Regions from separate parts of the Sus scrofa genome. Here region 2 is linked to region 1. The links are chromatin contacts, called in public HiChIP or PLAC-seq maps. All regions are on one chromosome and are shown on one strand. The core of a region is the stretch at or near the end of the contact, and the rest is flanking DNA. Distances in the headings are between cores, read along the strand shown.

Region 1 (5,662 bases), core at 2,460-4,959:
CTGGAGGAAGCAAGCCAAGCGTCTCTGAAAAGAGGGCCATGAAACCCTAAGACTGATCTGCACCTGCTCTGAGAGTTACCCCTGAATTTCGAAACCTACTTTATTTTGAATTTTGTCGAGAAAAATTTGTGGAAGTGTTTCTCCCCTCTTGGTTTAGAAATACCCATATAATATCATCGATTTGTCTTTTGCGTGCCGGCCCACAGAGACAAAAATACTTACCATCTGACGCTTTGTGGGAAAAAGCCGACTCTTCCAGTGTCACTGTCTGGTTTATTTGGGGGCGCTTTCCCTTTTCTGATTTCCATGACTCATTCCAGGGGTGTCTGCTATAGAAGTAATGCATTACCCTTATAGCATTTGAATTCACACAAGAATATAAAATACAAAGCGGTCTGGTCCCATCCCCAGTGTTAACACTTGACAGTTTTTCACGTATCTTTGTCCTGACTTTGCCACATACCAGCTGGGAGCCTTAGTTAACCTCTCGAAGCCTGCAATTCTCCATCTGTAAAACGGTGATCATAACAGCGCCTACCCAACAGAATTGTTGTATAGATAATTTGAGATAATTCATGTGAATTGCTTAGCTCATTGCCTGGCGTGCGCAGTTAATGCTTAATGATTTGTAACATTAATTTTTTTTCTCCTTTTTAGTTTCCATGCATACATAAGTTTGGGTTTTTTTTGAAGGAGGAATATGAGGTTTTTGTTTTAACCATAAAGTTCCAGAGGTGATTCTGATGTGCACACATTAAGAACACCTGAAGTAAATAGCAGGAACTAGGTGTGATGGCATTTACATGTGGGGGCCAGAAGTGGCCTTCTATCCTCAGGCACAAGCTAGGAAAGGGGGAAGGAGTGGTTTTCTCCAGTGGACCTGGAGAGTGGTAGGAAAATGCGCCCAAGTAAACAGGTCTTTCTGTTTTCCAGGTCTACAACTCCAACAGAGACAGTCAGAGCGAAGGCAGTAAGTACGCTGTTCAGATTTGTTTCTACAGCTGGGGGCGGGGGCGGGATTGGGGAAGCTGCTGTTCTGGGGAAGGACCACCAGGAGGTGCTATGGGCCTGTTGGGTCAGCCCCCTTCCCCCAGAGCAGCCTGAGCGGCTTCTGCCAGCCTTACCATGTCAGGGACTCCAGGACTTGCCGTGAGCCTGACCGGCAAGGCCGTGATGACATCTTGCACCCCGTAACCCTTCACGCTGTCCAGAGAATGAGGTACATTAGCTCCGTTAATCCTGTGTCGTCTTAAGAATGTCATTCCAGTCACCACTTAAACGTTGCTTAATCCAATAAGAGCCAGGTCCCCAAGAGCCCTGTCCTGCAGGAAGCCAGAATTGGCTTTGCCTCCTGCGCGGTCTTGCTCAGAGGACTGGAGAGGCAAGAACCGTCTGAGTGATGGCTTGGTACCTACTCCTGGGTTCCCGTTGCCTCTTGGAGAGCTAAGAGCAGAGACAGTGCACACTGATGATATTCCTCTCTGACGGGAGTGACCTGGGCAGCCTCTCGAGCAGGCACAGCTCCCCTGCTTCTGGCTCTGAGCGCTCTGGTTAAGCACGACGTCCAAGGGCACCTGCAACCTTGTAACGATGATGGGGTGAACATGAAACTGGGCTGATGGTCTCCTTGGTGAGCAGGAGAAAAAACAAATTCCTGCCTTGTTGCTACCAGCGTAGGAAGGAAATTGTGTCCCTGTGCCTCAGATTTGCTTTGTAAAATCCACTTGGAGAAAAGTCCAAGATAGCCCTACCCTGAATTGCAGCAGTATCCGGAAGCTCAGTGCCGCTCCATGTGGACCAGAGAAAAGGATGAGCTGTTTATGTCGATGCGAAATCCACTTGGAGACAGACATTTCCCTTCTTTCATGCTTTCCAAAATACAGATGTTACAGAATCTTTATGTAAAATGTTAAGTAATTTGGAAAGGTCGTTATTGGTAGGCCAAGAGGCCTTTCGGAGAAGAAAAACATGTTTCTTTGTTGCTTCTGTTTTTCCCGCACGCATTGAACCAGGGAGAATTTTTCAAGTAAATATTCAAGGAAACAAGTCCTTCCTCCCCCGTTCAGATGGGCCTGTTTCGGAAAGCCCATCTGATACGGGGCTAACTTGACCTAAAATAACAATCGCATAAACAATAGTAATAATAATGAAAGGGCAGAGAACTCTGCAGCGCCACCCGCAGTAAGGTGGGAAGAGTGGAAGAACCAAGGCTTGAAATCAGACCAGTTCTGGAGACCCGGGGACCAGTGGGGAAGGGCCTTCTGGATAATAGAAGCAGGATGAGAAAGCTTTTAAACAGTTTGTCAGTCCTTGCCTCACTTCTCTGAGAGTCCCAGGAAAGAGCGCATCAAAGTGGCCTAGCTTCAGCCCACCTGGGGCAAGACAGCACACCTCGACTGAGGGTTTCGAGAGGACTCAGGAGATGGAATTACAGAAGGGACATCACGGGACCCACCAGGACAAGAGAGGACAGAGGCCCACGCCCTGCCCTGCTCTGGGACACATTTCTATAATAAAGGACCTAGGAACTGGGAGGGGCAGGGACACATCGAAGGAGACCCCCTGCCCAGACCTGAAGCTTGCCTGTAACTTTTTTTTTGCCTTTTCTAGGGCCGCTCCCGCGGCATATGGAGGTTCCCAGGCTAGAGGTCTAATAGGAGCTGTAGCTGCCGACCTACACCAGAGCCACAGCAACGCTGATCCGAGCCGCGTCTGCCACCTACACCACAGCTCACGGCAATGCTGGATCCTTAACCCACTGAGCAAGGCCAGGGATCGAACCTGAAACCTCATGGTTCCTAGTCAGATTCGTTAACCACTGTGCCACGACGGGAACTCCTTGCCTGTAACTTTTGACGTTATGAATCTGCTTCTCCCTCCTTGAGATACATACCGGTAGATTTAAAAGATGACCGTGCTTCTGCTGGTGGGCATGCCAGCTGGTTTTACCATATCGTAATATGTATTAAGTATCTGGGGACTATGTATTAAAAGCCTTTCAAAAGTAAATATCCTTTGACCCAGCAGTTTGTCCTGACGGATAGATGGGAATGCAAAGACATTTCTGTAAAGAAGTTCATTGGCGCATCGGTCACGATAGCAAAGAATCGGAGACAGTCTAAATGGTTAATAAGACACTGATGACAAATAGCAGAGAGCACTATGGACCCTCTAAAAAGAACAGGCGAGATCTTGGTATATTTGCCAAAACGGTGCCCTCCGTATATTGTTCCCTTACGTTTTTAAAACTCAGGTGGTGGAACCATGTGTGGATAAAAATAAATGACTTGCCTTGTCTAGAGACATTGAGAGGCACAGTCCTGGAGACGCTTCCTCGTCAAAGTCTTAATCAGCACAGGGGGTAGATTGCTGGGAGACACCGACCTTCACCTTGAAATATTTCTCTATGCTTTGCATTGTCAACAGCGAGTGTATTTTACAATAATAGCTGTTCATGGATAGCGCTTACCGGCTCCTCACTGTGTTTCAGGGTTTTTATGCACATTAGCTCCTCTGATGCTTTTGCACTGCTCTGCGAGGTGCTTTTGACCTACTTTGTAGATTAGGAAATTGAGATTGGTCAATGCAGGAGATGTGATTTAATCTGAGTTCTGCCTGGCTCTAATTTAACTCTGCTGTTAACCACAGGGATATTCTACCTCCCTAGGAAAAGAACAACACAGAAGGTTCCGTTTGTGGAAACAAGGCGCGTGCAGCATGTGGCTCTTGCCATTGTTATTCACAGGGGACAGAGTTGGCTGCCTTGAGTCTCTACTGATTCTTCAGCTGCTCACCTTTTCATATGGGAAGCGGGAGAGGACAGATGGGTTAAACATACCGGTCACTTTTCCAGGAGTAGTTTAGAAAAATTATTTTTCTAGGGTGCTCTTGTTCTAGAAACTGCTCTGTTCACTGATTTCCAAGCTGGCTACACCAGAGAAGTGCTCCGGTTAGGGTTAGGGTTAGGACTTCTTTTGACATCACACGAGCCTTAGCTTCGTTTCCCCTCTGCTGCCAAGCCCGTTCCCTTTCCAATTCCTGCCGAGGTGACGTGAGTTTCACCGCACCCCACGCAGTGGCGCTCCTCCGCCACAGGTGGCGCTGTTGCCCAGGCTCTGGTGGTTTTGCAGCTGTGTATGAGGCAATTGAAACACTTAAAGGTAAGAAGTCTATAGGATATGAATTTAAACGTGGGATGCTGTGCTGTTACCTTTTAAGAGCCAGATTCCAAATGTTGGGCCTTTTCCTTTCTGGAAAATGGTTTGGTGAGAACTCAAATGCCAGCATTTCACCACAGAACCAGCATATTTTGAAGTGACAGGTAGCAGGAGGGAATTCCTTCGGGGACAGTTCTGAATTTGTTGCTTTTATCTTGAAGTTTCTCTCAGGGCATACAGTGCCTGTGGGATGTCAGGCAGGGCCATAATTAATGGCTGGCAGCTGCTGGTGTTTTCCAAATGGCCCAGTTGCCAAGGAGGGGATGACAGCAGATAAATGCATGCACATTTCTTTGCAGAGACTTTTCTCCCCTTTGCTTTCTTCTCTCTTCTCTTTGGATCTCGGGTCCAGAGAGAGAGAATTAGTCTTGCTCCCTGGCTTGTGGCACGGGATCCTCACAGGCTCCTCCTTAAGTCACTCACTCACTTCTCTTTTAGTTCTTTTCCCAACTCCTATTCCTGTCCTCCCGCAGTCCACCGTTCTATTGTGTACTTTTAACGTGTACTCTTGCCAATTCATGTCTTTCATGTACTTGTGGGGTGTTTTGTTGTTGTTGTTGTTGTTTGTTTGTTTGTTTCATTTTGTTCATGGCTGCACCTGCAGCATATGGAAGTTCCTAGGCTAGGGGTCTGAATCGGAGCTGCAGCTTCCAGCCTACACCACAGCCACAGCCACACCGAATCCAAGCCACATCTGCGACCTACCCCACAGCTCACGGCAATGCCAGCTCCTTAACCCACTGAGCAAGGCCAGGGATTGACCCCACATCCTCACAGACATGGATTCTTAACCCGTGATCCACAACAGGAACTCCTACCTGTGTGGGTTTTTGTTTTTGTTTTTGTTTTGTTTTGTTAATTCTTTGATTATCGTTGATTTACATTATTCTGTCCTACCTGGGGTTTTCTGTCGTGTAAATGGTTGTAGTCCTTGTTGTGTTTCCCTGGAGGTTCTCACAGAGGGGGCATGGGCGCAGATGTCGCTGCGGTATTGTCGGGGTTTACCCTGGAGGAGAGTAGTGTCCGCTTCGTTGGAGGGAAGGTGCTCAGGTCGTGACCTAGAGCCGTCTCTCCGGGGCCTCCAGCCCCACGGGAAGAGTTCCCCCTTCCTGCTAACTCTGGCCATTATCCAACTCTCTCTCTTTTTTTTTTTTTGCCAGTCTAGTAGGTAGAAAAGGATAGCTCATCCTTGTCTTGATTTGTAGTTCTCTGATAATCAGTGAGTTTAAATATCTCTTCATAGGCCTGTTTACTGGGTGTCCGCTTCTATTTTCTGCCTCTTTGTGTCCTTTGCCCATTTTGCTATTGCCTGTTACCTCTTCTTCATTGCCGATTTGTAAAGTTCCTTGTGCTCTAGGATTCATTCCTTGTTAGTTGCAGCTATTTTAAATAGATGTTTCCGTGTTGCCATCTGACAATAGTATATGTGACCTCTTCCTCCCTTG
Region 2 (5,685 bases), core at 1,254-3,753, 650 kb after region 1:
AATGTACGTCCCATCCCTTCTCCCTCCCTAACCTAAACCGAATTCCCAAACATTAGGCAAATGTATGGGGTCCTGCAAACCAAGTATCAATGGCACAGGATCGCTCTGGACTTTTTACCAGCACAAGAGGAGAGAGCATCGACCTGCGCGATCCAGTGCTCTGAAGTCACTCTGCCTCACCTGCTGTCAAGCAAAAGGGGCTGACTCTGAGCAGTCAGGTACACTCAACTGTCCTTGAGGTGACAAGACAAGGAAAGTAGACACTAAAAAAGGGCAATGTTCCATAATTCACAGCCAGCGACCTGGCCATGTTACTTAATCTCTACAAGCCTTAATTTCTTCCTTCCAGAGGCACGGAGATGATGGCATCTACTTTACAGGCTGGAATTAAGTGAGAGAATATATGCAAAGATTTTAGCACAGTATGTTCAAATAATATTCCCATAATTATGACGACGATTGGATCCACTATTTTACCTTCTTTGCCATGGCCTTTCAATCCTTGTGATTTTGTTTTATGGTATATGAGGGAGAGAACTGCATACTAGTGGAAAACACGGCCTGAATTTTCTGGCTTTAACTGTCTAAAGCTAAAACAACTTTCCTTTTAACATCACGTGGTGTCATTGAAAGAAAAAAACTGAGGTCATGTGACTGACTTAGCTCTCCCGAGAGGACATGCCTACTGACCTCCACACGGCTAGAGCAGTTGACCTCATTATTATGGATCATGAATCCTTCACTTCATTGACGTCTTCATCAGTAAAGTTGGAATAAATGCCTTTAATGTACATTCCATCCCTTCTCCCTCCCTAATCTAATTCCCAAATGTTAGGCATCTAGGCAATAGCATAAACCAAAAACTCATACTCAGTCTTTAGGGCCCTTCCTAAACATTCTCACGTGTAATGATCTTTGAGTATAGACAGAGCAGCTGTCTGTGTTTACAACAAAGACGCTGAAGCCCCGAAGGTTAAGTAATATAGCCATAGCAACCAAGCTAATCCATGGTCAAATCAGTACAGAGAATAATTCCAGTTGCTCCCAAGATGGATGAGACGGCAATTTTCCTCAGAGCGGCACAGACCTAGCAGCAGTCACCTCGCTGAGCTGATACTCACACAGTTGTGATGAGTAGCCTATGGGAAAATAATAAAAGCAGCTAACACTTCTTGAACACTAAAGTCCCAAGCACAGTGCAAGCACTTGACATGAATTATCTCTAATTCTTATAACAAACGGATAAGGTGGGACTATTACTATCTGTACTTGCTAGAGGAGCAATTAGGCTAAGAGATTTTTAACAATTTGTTCAAGGTTGCCCAATAGCAGGTGGTGAAGGATAAGACCAAAATGCAGGTCTTCCTGACGCCCTTCTGGCTCAAAACTCATAACTAACATGGACACTGTTTCTTTTAGTTACTTAGCACTGTCCATTTCATGACTAGATGTTATACTGATGTTGACCTCACTTTTTGGAGAAACAGGAGTGGTGTGGAGTGGGACGGGGGAGGCAGGGAGAGAAGGACGGGGCGGAGGGAGGAATGCCTCACACCCGTTCCACCTTGGCTTGCCTTCCTTATGTATTCATTCCTACTCCACAGCCAGGTGCCGGGCGAGATGCTAGGTCATAGCTGTGAAGATAAGTGCCCCAGGAATCCTGCATCCACTTTTCCCAGCAGACCCCATGTGTGAGACCAGGTGAGAAGACGTGAGAACCACGCTGTAACATCACCTGCAGCTTTCTCTAGATAGGCTGATGTGAGAGAACTCCCTGGCAGCTGAAAACACCTAGGAGAATGTTCACAAGAATATGTAACTGCTTCTCTTAGAGCCAGTTGTGGAGCCCTGATTTGACTTAGGGTATGTAGGAGGCACTCTGCATCCCCCTCGACATGGAGAGGATCGTGTTGCAGCCCTGAGGTTGTGTGTCACCGTAGTGAAGCAGCAGGCACAACACTGCCGTTGGCCAGTAACTGTTTCCAATAACAATCAGGCTGCCTCCATGCAGGGCTCTGAATGCCTGGCAGGACACAGCTAGGGGTCTCCTTGTTTTCTGTGGCCCCAGGCCAGGGCTGGTGGGCCTCTCCTCCCTCCCTTCTAATGAACCTCCAAGCTGCCCTGGGATTAGTCCAGCCTTCTTCCTATCTTCCCTGATAACCAACCACTGTCAGTCATTAAGAATTTCAGGAGAGGGAAAAATGTGGCAACTACAGATCCCCAAATGTGGCATGACTCATGATATCATCTGGTCCCAAAGAGCAATTTTGCTATTATTTCTGCTCAACATCTCTTTCCGTCAAACTAAAATGGCAGATTAAAAAAAAAAAAAAAAGCCCTGAGTAAAGGATGAAAAGTTTCATAATGGGATTTGAAAGCCTGGGCAATCATGTCATTAAAAAAAAAAAAAAAAAGCTGGCTGCGAAACGGCTTGCTCAAATGACACCAGGCACACTGCCTGGTGAACTTCAGATGAATAGGCATTGGAGTCTGTCTGGGCCTGATTTTCAGAGCCTTCTTAAAGACAGGAATCTGAGGCAGGCATGCAAACTACACTAAGACTGAGCCATGCATGGTTAGCTTGAGGGAACTTGGACGGTGGTCTTTATTGGCTTGCCAGAATTTCTGCGTGGAGTCACGCCCACCATTCCTTCTCCCAAAGGGAGAGAAAAACAGACACAACTCTGATCCATGGAATATGGTCAACAGATGTCTGCCTCACACAGCTGAGGGGGGTTGGCTTTCCTGAAATGTAAAGATAGCGCAAGGTGTCTTGGGAAGCATGGAGAAAGGAAGCTCATATCCCCGTGCGCTGCTCCCACGTGAGGACGGGGATGAAAACATCCTTCTGTGCCGTGCACTAGGTGCTCCCTCCAGTTCAAGATCGAGATGCAAGAAGCTGTAACTCAAGAAGCAACATCCACCACGTAGTTCTCAGAGCCGTGGTCACCTTCACCTGGGCTGACCGCGACATCACTGCTATCCTTAACCCTACATTCACACTCTCCCCTGACTCACTTCCTTTGTTTCCTTCACAGACTGTTAGTCTCCTAGCAACTGCTGACATCCTCCTCGCCCTGGGCTTACCTTTTTCCTGAACCGACCCCATGGACCTTCGAGACAGCCAAGGGCATTTGCCTAGCCCTCGAGTCAGCTGAATATACAGATGCCTGTACCTGTGCCAGTGCATCTGTATCATACTTGTGGTCCACCTGCTCTTTGTTTACCAGCTTCCACACACACGTACGTTAACTTTGCCTTCTCACTTGAGAGACATCCGGGCTAGTGTCTTAGGTCACCACCTAGGAGGATTCGAGAACATTACTTACAGTGAATCAGGGCCACCTTTGTGCATGCTGCAGAAACCTGTCTTTTTTTAAAAAAAATGCACCTTGTTTTATGAACACTTAACATGTGAAAATTCAGATCCAGGTATGAGAATCAAATTGACACATAACTTTTTGGGAACTCCGTGGGCTGACGAAAGCAGTGCTTTTCAAGGAGGTAGATACCACTTCCCCAGAAACGTTTTGGAAATTTGTGGGAGGATTTTTGCTAGTCCCAATGATTGAGGTAATGTGGTTGGCATTTAGTCAGTGGGGCCTAGGGAGGCTAGATTAGACAGTCTTATACAACCAAGAATTGTCCTGACAGACATCCTGGAGCCTAAAACCAATTCTTTGAGACATAATCACGAATTGTTTTTATACAGTCTTAATGCAGCCTGAATTTTCTAGGAATGCAACTACTGTAAAAATAAAAGAAGGAGATCGTATTTTGATTTCTTTGGAATGTTACCAAGAGGTTTTCATCACTGGGAAGTTGCGGGGTGTATGCGGCGGGAAAATCACACTGCAGACAGCAATGCACCAAGAAGTTTTTGAGTCACCAGTGAACACAACTCTATCAGGCTGCATTGTGATGGTTGCATTCATGGTCATACATACTCTCAGTATTAGGAATAGCAAAATCCATGGTAATATATTGTATCTCTTAAAAAATATCTTCTACTGTTGTCACGCCTGAGAGTTCTTACTGATGAAATGTTACTTTATGACTTTTACTGTCCTTTTACATTATACATAGGACACTATATTCTTTAAAATTTCATATGCTATAAAATACATGAATATGGATTTTTTTTCTTCTCTTTTTTTGGAAGGTCCCAGGCTAGGGGTCGAATCAGAGCTGCAGATGCAGGCCTACACCACAGCCACAGCAACGCCAGATCTGAGCCATGTCTGCAACCTACACCAACAGCTCACGGTAATGCCAGATCCTTAACCCTCTGAGTGAGGCCAGGGATTGAACCTGCATCCTCATGGTTACTAGTTGGGTTTGTTACGCTGAGTCACATAGCAAACTCCTGAATTCCTATATAGGATGGTCAAGAAGATATATATATTTTTTAATAAATATGAACTGTGCATTTAGTGGAGGCAAGAACCACGGGCATAAAGCCACATCTGTCTGCAATTCAGAACAAAAACATTTTCCATTTGCACAAACAGAAGAGATTTCCTGCCATACTAGATGAGAAGAGTAGAGCAAAGTTTTTCTACATAAGTTATGGGATAGAAAGTCAGCGCTCTATTTAATTGTACTTTAAGTTATTCAGCCACCAAACAATTCCTTTTATGCCTAGTTCATTTCTGTTCCAACATTTGAGACACTTCTTGATTACATCACTTTGCTAGATACCATGGGGATTAATAAATTCAGGGACTTGACCATCTAGAAGGGTAGAGTGCCCTCTCTTGGAAGGCAGTCTGCATTAAGATGGGAGCACTGCACAAATTTGGCATTCATAACCATGATGCATAGGGCATCAAATGATGATTCTTTGAGCTGAAATTCTGTAATGCCCCTGAATCTTTCTCACAATGTCATTGAGGCAGTTAAAATGCATTGCCGGGGTTCTCAAAATGATTTTAGGTGTCAGGTGGCCAATAAGGAGTATGTGTTATGAAAGAGAAGGGGAACAAACTGATTAAGAGGAGTGGGGGGAAGATGGGATTCAGAGTCGGGGAGATCTGGGTCCACACCTTGGTTTTACCATTTACTAGCTTCCAACTCAGACAAACTCCATTTCCCCCTCTGTATAATGGGCATAATACCAACTGCCTCACTGAGCTGATGTGAGGATTACAGGAGACAAAAGGAGAATGCTAGCATACAACAGGGACCAAACAAAACTCACGAATCTCTGTCATTCCATTTTTCCTTGAGAACTCTTCAATGAACCCTAGGACCTAAGTATTGAAAGGGATCTAGTTGGCTAGTCAAATACTCCCTGAGACTATTTATATAAACCTCTTCTGTAGATGGTGAAGAAAAAGCTCCCAAACCCATATTGTTCCCATATGTTCTCCTCTCTAGATCAGCGGTAAGTAATTCTACTTTGATGACCTGAATATCTTAAGTCATAGCAAACTATGAAAATATTTGAAGTTTAATCCACTGAAGATTATAATCAACTCCGCCCCTCCACAACCATCTCCCTCCGCCTGCCCAGCCACATAACTGTGAGTCATAAAAATAGAACGAATGGTCAGCTCAGATGTGATATCTATTTTCATAGATTACTTTCTAAAAATTTTAGTGCTCAGCGTATTAGGGGCCAAATTGCTATACAGAACATCCCTAGATTCTCCATATATTTGAGCTTAAAATAACAAAGAAATA

The links. HiChIP or PLAC-seq counts read pairs in DNA pulled down with a chosen protein or histone mark.
Region 2: a contact with region 1 is called in an H3K27ac HiChIP or PLAC-seq map of skeletal muscle. The contact joins two enhancer-like sites. A contact is called at or near these places in 3 of 47 Hi-C or Micro-C datasets (embryonic fibroblasts, heart right ventricle and retroperitoneal adipose tissue) and 2 of 2 datasets of contacts at active chromatin or transcription factors (alveolar macrophages and skeletal muscle).

Annotation. Positions count from the first base shown.
Region 1 is chr2:144,566,767-144,572,428 of Sscrofa11.1, forward strand. It overlaps ARHGAP26 (rho GTPase-activating protein 26), which reads left to right. Exons shown (of 23, transcript XM_021085449.1): 12 at 934-970. Among named protein-coding and RNA genes, the nearest start is that of ARHGAP26, 270 kb to the left of the region's middle. Within about 2 kb of position 3,710, at least 14 of the 83 cell types and tissues checked have an H3K27ac peak or open chromatin away from gene starts, as enhancers often do. A contact at or near this core is called in skeletal muscle, where this site is marked.
Region 2 is chr2:145,213,393-145,219,077 of Sscrofa11.1, forward strand. No RefSeq gene overlaps it. Among named protein-coding and RNA genes, the nearest start is that of NR3C1, 290 kb to the left of the region's middle. Within about 2 kb of position 2,504, at least 11 of the 83 cell types and tissues checked have an H3K27ac peak or open chromatin away from gene starts, as enhancers often do. A contact at or near this core is called in skeletal muscle, where this site is marked.